Regions from separate parts of the Mus musculus genome. Here all the other regions are linked to region 1. Evidence: chromatin contacts called from public HiChIP or PLAC-seq data. All regions are on one chromosome and are shown on one strand. Each heading gives the region's core, a stretch centred on a gene start, on an enhancer-like site or on the middle of the called end of the contact. The rest is flanking DNA. Distances are from core to core; before and after follow the strand shown. Region 1 holds the start of Spty2d1 (SPT2 chromatin protein domain containing 1). Region 2 holds the start of Ldhc (lactate dehydrogenase C). Region 3 has its middle 26 kb from the start of Ptpn5.

Region 1 (3,272 bases), core at 104-2,603:
TGACAAGATAGGAAAAAATACTGCAACATACAAAATTAGGAAATGCAGAATCCAAGTGAGATCGCAAATTCCAACTGATTGACTCTAGAAGGTTCTTTTAAGTTGGACACTTCACAGATTAAATCTCGGGTATCACATTGCGATATATCGGTTTACAGCTGTTCTGTGGGTACCTTCTGGTGATCCAGAAATGAGTAGTTTATGCAAAACAGCTATAACCCCAGAAAGCAGATGTGGGACCACTTCAGTATTTACCTCTGAAAATACTATCAAACTCACACATTTACTGAGCAAACGGAACCTAAAAATCTGGAAGCCCACTAGGAAATGAAAGCTGAAAAAGGCTTTGCCCAATCCGTTCGCACAGGGAACCGATAGATCCAAGGGACATACGGCAAATAAAAGGTCTACCAGCACACCCGCAGCCCACATGATCACCTCACAGTTGGCTATGGATTTCCTGCAAAGCCCTGAACTCTTTCCAACAGAAGATACCTCCTTGGCAGGTGATACCATCTTTGGTTCAGTGGGTGGGGCCACGAACCGGAGAACGCTTTCAAGAAATCACAAAACGTTCACCTGGAAATCCGTATTCGACCCGCTAAAAGACCCAAAGGCTATCAGGACAAGTCCTTAAAGTTCTTAAAAGTCCCCGAGTTTCCTGACTATACTGGTCCTCAATTTAGGGGCTGAAGTTTATTCGACGCCAGGCGCTACTAATGCTACACAGTATTCAGTCAGGCGCGGCTTATCCCCCCCGACTTTGCGCAACTCTTAAAAACACCGAAAGCCGCAAAGCCTACTTTTCAGGGCACAGGAGCTGGCGAAAGCGACCCCAAGAAAGCGCTCCCTTTTCCATCCCCAGCTCCCGTGTACCCACACCTCCGCTAAAACTCCAGAAGAGGGCGTGCGTAGTTCAGGCTTTCCCGAGGCCGACAGACGCTCCCCGAGAAGTTCCACCCACCACACACGAACTTGACGCCCGGGTTTCCTACAGCAACCCCGGGGACTCACCGGTACGTGGTTGACACCTTGTCCTTTGGAAGCGATCAAGAGGATTTCCCTGAAGTCCATGTCTGGCCGAAGAGAAAAGCCCGGCTGGGCCGGGGACTCGGGACGCGGTGGATGCGAGTCTTGCCTCTCGCTGAGCCTAAGCGCTACTGACTGGCTTGCCTTGGTGGCCCTTCTCTCGCCGCCCCTCGACACCGACACTTCCGGCGCCTTCTAATGCCGTGTACCGCCCCCGCGCTGCCGCCGAATACGAAGTATGTGTGTGTATGTATACACACATACACACACACACTCACACACACACGCTCAGCGCCTCCGCAGCGCTCGCAAGTATTTGCGCAACTTCCGCTTTCGGAGATAAGACACGGAAAACGGGTACGTGGCCGTTGGCGTTGGCTCAAATGGGTGGGACTGAGGCTTTTACTAGCCAATCAGACGCAAAATGGCAGTTTAGGGGTGTGGCTAAAGGGGGCGGGGAGAGCGGTCAGCCCGAGGATCTTCGCGGCGAGAGAGGGTTTCAGTGTGAGATCCGGGGAGGGTGGGGTGGGAGGGGGGGGGGTGGAGAAGAAGAGAGACCCGACCCCCTTCTAGAGCTGGGCTCTGTAGGTGTCACGCGTGGATGTACAGATTCCAAATGACGGTATTCCAACAGCTGGTGCGACAGGTCTGGAGCAAGGGATCTCGGTTTCGTTTCGCTGGAGCCCCGAAGCTACGCATGCGCACAAGAATCCTGTCCCTGGGACGCCAGTTATCTCCTGGAGGCACCTGATGTTCTTTTAAAAACCTAGGGAAAGAGCGAAGACCTTCGTCACATGCCAAGCAGAACTTGACTCTGACGCACTGCAGAATATAGTGCATTCATTGGGAGTCTAGCCTGACTTTCTTTTGCGTTATCTTGAATTTGGTCATTTCGACTCAATAAAGTAGACGTGAATAACTAGGTATACCTGAGTCTGGGGGTGGGAATGGGCTACGGACCGGTTTGGTGTGATGGAAATACCCCTAAACTGGACTGTGGGGGTGGCTGCATTATTTACTATTTTTTGTACAGCTGAAAGGGTGAGTGTATACAATAGACCTTATTCTGTGATGATGTGAGCGCCTGTATTGGAATGGCTCCACTTCAGGCTGAGTAAAAGACCAAGATGAAGCCTGCCTTCCCCCTAGAATTTTAAATTTCCTTTCCTTTCCTTTCCTTTCCTTTCCTTTCCTTTCCTTTCCTTTCCTTTCCTTTCCTTTCCTAGACAAGGTTTGTCTGTGTAGCTCTGGCTGTACTGAAATTACTCTGTTGACTAGGCTAGCCTCACACTCACAGAGTTCCACCCGCCTCTGCTTCCCAAGTGCAAGGATTAAAGGCATGCACCATCACTGGCTGGCAGTGTAGAAATTTTTCTCTTCCTCAGCCTCAGATATCTTAAGAACCCGCCCCTAACTCAACATAATATTCCTTTTATAGATACTTTTTTTGTACTTATAGATGCTTTTTAATACATACGTATATACATTTTTGTGTGTGAGTGTTTTTGCCTGTATATTAGTAAGGGCTCCATAGAATACCAGAACTTAGTTGTGCACTACTAAACAGGGCATGTCTCTTCCATGTTAAATTAGCTCATCTGAGCTGCTGTAAATGTGTACCCATGAAACTGTCAGTAACTATATAGTAGTAATGAGCATGCGTATATGTGTGTGTGCGTGTGTGTGTGTGTGTGTGTGTGTGTGTGCGCGCGCACACGCATGCGTGTGTGTCAGAGAGAGAGAGAGAGAGAGAGAGAGAGAGAGAACATGCACAGTAGCTAATGTTAAATTACTGCCGCTGCTTGTGGTAATTCAGTCAGGAGTAAGGGAATGGCAGAACCCCTATCTGTATTAGTCAGGGTTCTTTAGAGTCACAGAACTTATGAAATGTCTCTATAGTGAGGGAATTTATTGTGATTATTTACAGTTTGTAGTCCAACGATGGCCAACTATGAATGGGAAGTCCAAGAATCTAGTACTTAGTCCCACAAGGCTAGTCGTCTTGGCTGGTCTTCTGTGGAAGTTCCAACAGATCTCCTAGCAAGTAAGTTAAGGCAAAAAAAAAAGTGATTCTTCCTTCTTCCAGTGTCCTTATATAGGCTCCAGCATAAGGTGTGGCCTTGCATAAGGTGTGGTCCAACGTAAGGTGTGGCCCAGATTAAAGGTGTGTGTGTACCACCAAGCCTGGATCTGGGACTTGCTTTGCCCCAGGCTGACCTTGAACTCAGAAATTTCCTTGCCAA
Region 2 (3,434 bases), core at 851-3,350, 150 kb before region 1:
CTCTTTGGATTCTGGGGGCAGCACGTTCCTCACGTGGGTGTGTTACTCAGGCCCATATACCAAGTGACTCAGAAAGCTGCTAGCTTTGTGTGGGCCCTGGAACAAGAGAAGCCTCGCAGGTCCAGGCAGCTGTGCAAACTGTTCTCCCATTTGAAACATATGATCAAGCAGACCCAATGGTAGCTGGGGTGTAGCGGCAGATAGATGCTGTTGGGAGCCTTTGGCAGGCTACAGGAGGTGGGTCACAGTGGAGACCTTTGAGATTTTGGAGCAAGGCTCTCCCGTCATGTGCAGACTACTGTTTTTCCTTTAAGAGTGTTGGGCCTGTTATTAAGCATTACTGGAAACTGAAGTTTGACAAAAGGACACTAAGTTACCATGAGCTGCCTACCATGAGTTGGGAATTATCTGATGCACCAGGTCAGACTGTTGGCAGAAATGGGGTTCGACAACATAGATTTCCACTCATCAAGGTTAATGCAGTTACTGCCGAGTGACAGAGACCAACACTGAATCCCCTAGCATGACACCATTCTCTGGAGTTTCAGCAAGCTGCAGACCCCTTGCTTCACGGATAGGACACTTTGCCCTTACTGGAGATGACTCTAGTTACGGACTTGCCTTTCCCGCACATAATACTTCTGCCAGAACCACGGGTGGGCTTACAGCATGCCATGTCCACAGTCATTGCTTCTGACCAAGAAACTGGCTTTCCAGCCAGAGAAATGTGACAGTGGGCCCAGCATGCTCATGGACTCACTGGTCTGCCATGTTCCACAGCCACGCTAAAGCACCTGTCCTGGTAAGAGTGAGCTGGCTCCTTGAAGACCCCATCACAGCACTGGTTAAATGGCAGCAGCCTGGAGGGCTAGGGAGAGCTCTCCAGAAGGGAGTGTGTTTGGATCAGCACCCATACACGGCACACTTTCTCCCATAGCCAGGACCCACAGAGCCAGGAATGAAGAGGCAGAAAAAAAAGAGTGGCTCCATTCCCCACCACCCTTAGTGACTCCTCAGGAAATTCTTTGCTTCTTGTTCCTGACACCTAAGTTCTGATGACCGAGAAGTTTTGGTTTTAGAGTGGAGATTGCTCCAGCAATGGCAGAGCATAATATTATTTTGTTACTTCATAACTGTAAGTTTGCCACTGTTAGGAATTGTAAATATCTGATGTGACACCCCCCCCCAACACACACACAAAGAGGTAGCAACCCACAGATTGCGAACCACTGCTTTAGAGAACCCTAACATAGTGTGTGTGTGTGTGTGTGTGTGTGTGTGTGTGTGTGTGTACACATGCATGTGCAAGCTAGTACACACGGAGGCCAGAGGATGCTATCAGGTATTGTTCCCCTGCCCCAAGGTGTCATCCACCCTGTTTTTTGAGACAAGGACACTCATAATTAAAGCTAAGATGGCTGTCTACGGAGCCCCATGGAGCCGCTGTCTCTGCTACCCCCATACATGGATTAATGACTAAGTAACAACTTACACCTTTGTTCTGGGGATTCAAGTCAAACCCTCACGCTTGCATTGGGAGCTTTTTATTGAAGGAGCCTTCTCTCTAGACCAGTAGCGATGTAAAAGCCTCCTAACAGCTAGGTGGTGGGGGCAAATCCCTTTAATCCCAGAGGCAGGTAGATCTCTTGAGTTGGGAGACCAGCCTGGTCTACAGAGTTCCAGGACGGCCAGGGCTACACAGAGAAACCCTGGCTCGAAAGCAAAACAAAACAAAACAAAACAAAAGCAAGCAAACAGACAGATGCCCCCAACCCTCAATGCCTACACACAGATGTAAGGGCAAAGGGTCCATAGGTATGCTCCTCAAACTCAAAGTTCTGCATTTCCTCCCAGCAGAAAAGTGGCCTTTAAAGGGATGCTGGCCAAACTGGCTGCCATCTTCTGTGTGGTCCCAGGGCTTCTACATCTTACACTAGAGGCCTTGGAAACCGTCTGGAGTCGTCTCCTAAAACCTGAGGTAGGCCATGCAGGTGCACGCACCAAGGTACCTGAGCAGGCAGTGGGCGGGGCTTGCGTGCTGACGTTGACTTTGTGACGTTCCTTTTCCGTTATAACTGTTGGCTCCTGGACCCAACAGTTATCCTGGTTTCTTACCTGTGCTGCGGAGTCAGCAGTAAGGTGTGTGTTTTCGGCCTCCCCAGAGGAAGTGGCCAGTGCCTTCTTTCACCTGGGAAGGAAAGCCATTGTAGGCCTGTGAGCTGGGGGGGGGGGGGGGGGGTAGGGGGGAGGGCCTGCAGGGAGGAGGAGCCTGAATGGAGGAGGAGCCTGTCGCCAGAAGTCATCTTTTGCTTCATTGAGGCTTCATTCACTCCCACACTCTAGCTAGAGAAGGCTTTTGCTTCCTTGTGCTCTGCGAACTCCATAGAGTTCCTAGACAGGTGGGATGATCCAGGCCTGCAATCCTAGCACTCTTGAGTGGCTGAGGCTGAGTTCAAGGCCAGCCTAGACTACATATTGACCTCCTGGCTAGCCTTAGATACAATGTGAAACCCTTAACACTCCTCCCTACCAAAAAAAAAGTTGTTTAATGTCTTGCCTACAGGAGTAGGTATTCACTGACGGTCCCTTCTACTCTACAGGCTCAACATGTCCACCGTCAAGGAGCAGCTGATTCAGAACCTAGTTCCGGAAGATAAACTTTCCCGGTGTAAGATTACTGTGGTCGGAGTTGGAAATGTGGGCATGGCGTGTGCTATTAGTATTTTACTGAAGGTAAGTAAGCAATAAAGCCTTCTGGCAGGAAATTAAGCATTAATGGAAACGTGTAAAACCTGTGGTGTTGACAAATTTTAAGTGTTGGCTACGTGTGGTCATTGGCACGGGCCTGTCATCTTAGGACTTGGTAAGTGGAGGCCAAGAAGGTCTGGAGTTCAAGATCATCCACAACTACAGATAACTTTGAGGCTGGGCTGGACTATGTGAAATTCTTGGCCAGAATTCAGAGAGGAGAGGAGAGAAGGGCAGGGCAGGGGAGGGGAGTGGAGGGAAGGGTAGAAGGAGGGAGAAAGGAAATGTTAAGAGAGGGAGAGAAAGAAGAGCAGGGAGAGGAGAGACAGAGAGGCAGAGAGATACAGAGACAGAGTCAGAGATAGAGACAGACAGAGACATAGAGACAGAGAATCAGAGAGATAGAGACAGAGAGAGAGTCAGAGATAGAGACAAAGGGAGACAGAGAGAGACAGAGATTGAGACAGAGACAGAGAGTCAGAGATAGAGACAGAAACAAAGAGACACACAGAGGAGACAGAGAGACAGAAACAGACAAAGACAAAGGCAGACAGATAGTGCCAGAGACAGATAGAGACAGAAATAGAAATAGACACAGAGACACAGACAGAGATAGAGACAAAGAGAGACAGAGACAGAGATTGAGACAGAGACAGAGACAGGCAGGCAGGCAGGCATGGTGGTTT
Region 3 (3,643 bases), core at 78-2,577, 150 kb after region 1:
CTCCCTCCCTCCCTCCCCCTTCTCTCTCTCCCTCCTCCCTCCTTCTCTTCCTTCCCCCTCCCTCTCTTCCTTCTTCCTTCCCTCCCTTCCTCCCTTCCCCTCCCCTCCCTCCCTCCCTTCCCTCCCCTCCCCCCTCCCTCCCTCCCTCCCTCCCTCTCTCACTCCCTTCCCCTTCTCTCTCTTCCTCCCTCCCTTCCTTCCCGCCCTCCCTCCCCTCCCCTCCATTCCCCTCCCCTCCCTCCCTCCCTTCTTCCCTTCCCCTTTTCTCCCTCCCTCCCTCCCTCCTCCCTCTCTTTCTTCCCCCCTCCCTCTCTTCCTTCCCCCTCCCTCTCTTCCTCCCTCCCTTCCTAGTGACTTTGAGGTTTGGATTCATTGTATTTTTCCTGATTTTGGCATCGTGGCAGTACTGATTACACACAATGGATTTGAAAGTGTTCCCATTTCTTACATTACCTGAAATATATTCGAGTCAGTAGCCTTCTCTGCTCCTTAAATGCTGATGCAATTCCTCAGTGAAGTCATCCTGGGCCATGGCCTTTCTCTGTAGAAAGGTTTCTTACTGTGAATTCGACACCTTTTACTTGGTGCAGTAATATTCACTATGTAGCTCAGGCTGGGCTTGAACTTACGTGCTCCAGCCTTTGCCTTCCAAGTGCTAGGATTGTTGGTATAACGCTGTACCTGGCTTATTTTACTGTTATCTGTCTGTCTGTCTGTCTGTCTGTCTGTCTGTCTATCTACCTACCTATCTATCTATCTATCTATCTATCTATCTATCTATCTATCTATGCATGTATGTATGTATGTATGCATGTATGCATGTATGTATGTATGCATGTATGTATTTATTTATGTTATGCTCTGAATGACTTAAAGCTGTAGCTTTCCCTGTAAGGTTGTGACTGTACTTCCTCCCACTGTTCTGGGTTCCTTCTTCCTTTTCAATCAGCACCCGCTTCTGCTTCCATACATATTTCATTTATTATTTGTAAAGAAGAACGAAATCACGACATTTGCAGGAAACTAGATGGAGCTGGAAATCATTATATTAAGCAAAATAAGCCAGACCGAAAAACAAATATCACAGTGTTAACTGTTAAAGACATATCTAGTGGGGGGAGGTAGAGGCTCTTCACTGGTCCAGTCTGCTTCTTGACCTTTTCCTTGGTTCCTGGATGAAGAGTTCCCCCCTCGTTCATTCACAGGGGGGGGGGGCATTCATTCACATTCTGTTGGGCATTTTGGGGAGCCACCTGGAGGGTCTGTCACTGTGGCTGCTGCTAACCGAAGCAATGAGGAAGTAAATGCTAGGGTTGGTGCAGCTGTTAACTGCACAGAGTGTAACCGGATGGAGCGGCTAGGAGGACACTGAAGCTCATACAATCCATACAATCCGTGACCAGCCAATTCTAAAGCAAGCCACAGATGAGGGAGACCAGCACTGCAGGCAATGGAGTCCACTGGGAACTACAGAGGATCGTGATCCGCAGACTGGGCTGGGCTGGCGCGGGAACCTTTCTGGAATAAGTACTCCGACACCAGTGAGAGTCGAAGACAGGAACTGTCACAGTGGGCCGAAGTCAGGACAGCTCCTGAAAGCTCCTGGACTTCAATGCCAGGCCCAGTTTGTATTCTCATGTTATACTCTAAAACCACACTGAGGGGTGTGGCTGCCAGCAGGTTGTGAAGGGCACCGACCCATTGTTTTAGCTGTTTTTCCAGGTCATTCTGATCCTGTAGTAATAAATATTAAAAAAAAAAAAAACAACAAACAAACCAAAACCAACAACAAAAAACAAACCCTGTCATGGGGTTTCTACCCACCTTGGATCATTTATGTTCTTGGATGAAAAAAACACACAGCCTTTATATTTTTAAATATGCCTTAGGCAGCACAATAGCTGGGCAGCTGCCTATCCTCCATGCTGTTAGAATCACCCTTTCTATCAATAAACCAGGTTATTACTTACTGTTCCATCTGGACTGCTCTTAGCTCCAACTGGCCAGCCCACATGTCCACATTATTATGGCTCAGCTAACCCGTGGTGGCTCTCCTTTTTCCTCTCCTGCACATTCTTCTTCTATTCCATAGCAGCTTCTCTCCTTCTCTCCTTTACCCCGCCTGTGTCTCTTCTTCCCAGCTACTGGCTGGCAGCATCTTTATTTACCAATCAGAATCAACTGGGGTAGGGTTCTTTCATGTCTTATGTGAGGACTCTCTTTGGGGCAAACAGTTTTGGGGGGGTGCAAATTAGCATTAGAATACAAGCAACATTAGTCCAACCCACTATAAATAGCAAATAAAGTCATGCTTAGCAGATAGGCCATACGAGTAGTGCATTAAGTAAATCACTAATAAATCAGTGTTTAATAATTGGTCCTTTCTACTGCAGTCTACTTCATTCCCCCGTCCTCCCCTTCTTCACACCTTGTGAATCCGTGTTGAAGAAATGGGTGGATGCCCCTGCTGAATCACCTCCATTGCATTCCACTGACTCTCGTGTACCTTTAGCCTTACTCCTTTAATAACTTCTTGGCATCTCCCCCACACTATTGTTGGCTGGTTAGAATAAAGACAGCATTTCCCATTTAAAACCGTGGCTGCGTCATCCTTGCCAGTACTAATTGTCCAGTCCTCTGGGATTTTGGAGGAACATTGCTGTCAATGAATCTATTTCATTCTGGAGAGTGACTGTGTTTTCCTGAACAATGGTTTTTCTTGATCTGAGTATAGAGCTGACAGTGTTGAACTGGTTGGATGCAAGACTGGTGTTCTCTTGTTTCTTGATTCCAAGGAATATTAAGAACTGCTGGACCTCACTTCTTGGGAGCACACCTAAGTCACGGGACACGAATGGGTAAGTCATGAGTCCACAGCTCCTGGGTGCCAGGTGTAAATACCCCTGGGGAGACAAACTGTGTACCAGCAGGAGCTACTGTTCTTTTAACAGTATCTATTCTTAGTTTGGCACAGCCCTTTTCATTTTGCACATATTGGGCTTTTCCTAAGTCCCAGTTAAGCCTGTCCCTTTGTGTTGTTAATCAGGCCCTGGGGGTATTTATTCCTACTCCAGGATAAATAACCTGCTTGCTTGCAAGCTTATCCGGATGGATGTCCTGACCTGGGTAAAGGAGCTCGGGGCTGGCATTACAAAAGCCAGCATTTTAAGACACATCTTTTCCAGATGAAGGGATTTAAAAAAATGGCCAGTGTAGCAGCTGTCTTTGGTTACTCTGTGGGTTCTTCTTTCTTCTGCCTTTCTCCACCCTTTTTCTTCCACCTTTCAATCCCCTAACACCAGATAAGAGAGAAAAAAAGGATAGAGAGGAAAGGAAAGAGATCCCTGAATTAAGTCAGGAGTGAAATGAAGTCAGATAGGGGATGAAATTATTATCTCACTACCCCCTGCTGATTAGGGGCATTGAGTTCCTTGGGTCAACTTTGATTTTTGCCCGCAGGATATCTAATTTCTTATTCTTGGTTGTGTGTGTGTGTGTGTGTGTGTGTGTGTGTATGACTGACTACATAAAAAACCTTGACCAATAACAACTACCAACAACCACCAACCCCCTACCTCTCAGGGCCCTAGCATTTATAGACTCTCTGAAAAGTCCCTAGGATTCCAAATATCACACAATCACA

The links. HiChIP or PLAC-seq counts read pairs in DNA pulled down with a chosen protein or histone mark.
Region 2: an H3K27ac HiChIP or PLAC-seq map of embryonic stem cells shows a contact between it and region 1, with 5 times the contacts expected there. The contact joins the promoter of Ldhc here to the promoter of Spty2d1 in region 1. A contact is called at or near these places in 1 of 39 promoter capture datasets (stem cell-derived epiblast-like cells), 14 of 484 Hi-C or Micro-C datasets (CD8 T cells, the HL-1 cell line, LSK cells and 7 more), 3 of 115 datasets of contacts at active chromatin or transcription factors (bone marrow-derived macrophages and embryonic stem cells) and 3 of 9 other capture datasets (adipose tissue, embryonic stem cells and liver).
Region 3: a contact with region 1 is called in an H3K4me3 HiChIP or PLAC-seq map of bone marrow-derived macrophages, with 4 times the contacts expected there. The contact joins the enhancer-like site here to the promoter of Spty2d1 in region 1. A contact is called at or near these places in 2 of 39 promoter capture datasets (macrophages and neural stem cells), 4 of 15 datasets of contacts at CTCF or cohesin (CD8 T cells, the NIH/3T3 cell line, embryonic stem cells and 1 more), 23 of 484 Hi-C or Micro-C datasets (B cells, the C2C12 cell line, the G1E-ER4 cell line and 15 more), 43 of 115 datasets of contacts at active chromatin or transcription factors (CD8 T cells, DN3 thymocytes, the HPC-7 cell line and 26 more) and 4 of 9 other capture datasets (adipose tissue, liver, macrophages and 1 more).

The regions. Positions count from the first base shown.
Region 1 is chr7:47,007,061-47,010,332 of GRCm38.p6, forward strand. Spty2d1 (SPT2 chromatin protein domain containing 1) reads right to left here and starts at 1,354. Exons shown (of 6, transcript NM_175318.4): 1 at 1,015-1,354. The coding sequence starts at 1,074. It overlaps Gm32031 (predicted gene, 32031), which reads left to right and starts at 1,494. Exons shown (of 2, transcript NR_166573.1): 1 at 1,494-1,533; 2 at 1,664-1,948.
Region 2 is chr7:46,859,163-46,862,596 of GRCm38.p6, forward strand. Ldhc (lactate dehydrogenase C) reads left to right here and starts at 2,101. Exons shown (of 8, transcript NM_013580.4): 1 at 2,101-2,139; 2 at 2,601-2,733. The coding sequence starts at 2,608. Gm39011 (a long non-coding RNA gene) reads right to left here and starts at 2,082. Exons shown (of 3, transcript XR_882073.3): 1 at 2,002-2,082.
Region 3 is chr7:47,156,619-47,160,261 of GRCm38.p6, forward strand. No RefSeq gene overlaps it. Among named protein-coding and RNA genes, the nearest start is that of Ptpn5, 26 kb to the left of the region's middle. Within about 2 kb of position 1,328, at least 32 of the 459 cell types and tissues checked have an H3K27ac peak or open chromatin away from gene starts, as enhancers often do. A contact at or near this core is called in bone marrow-derived macrophages, granulocyte-monocyte progenitors, pre-B cells and 1 more, where this site is marked.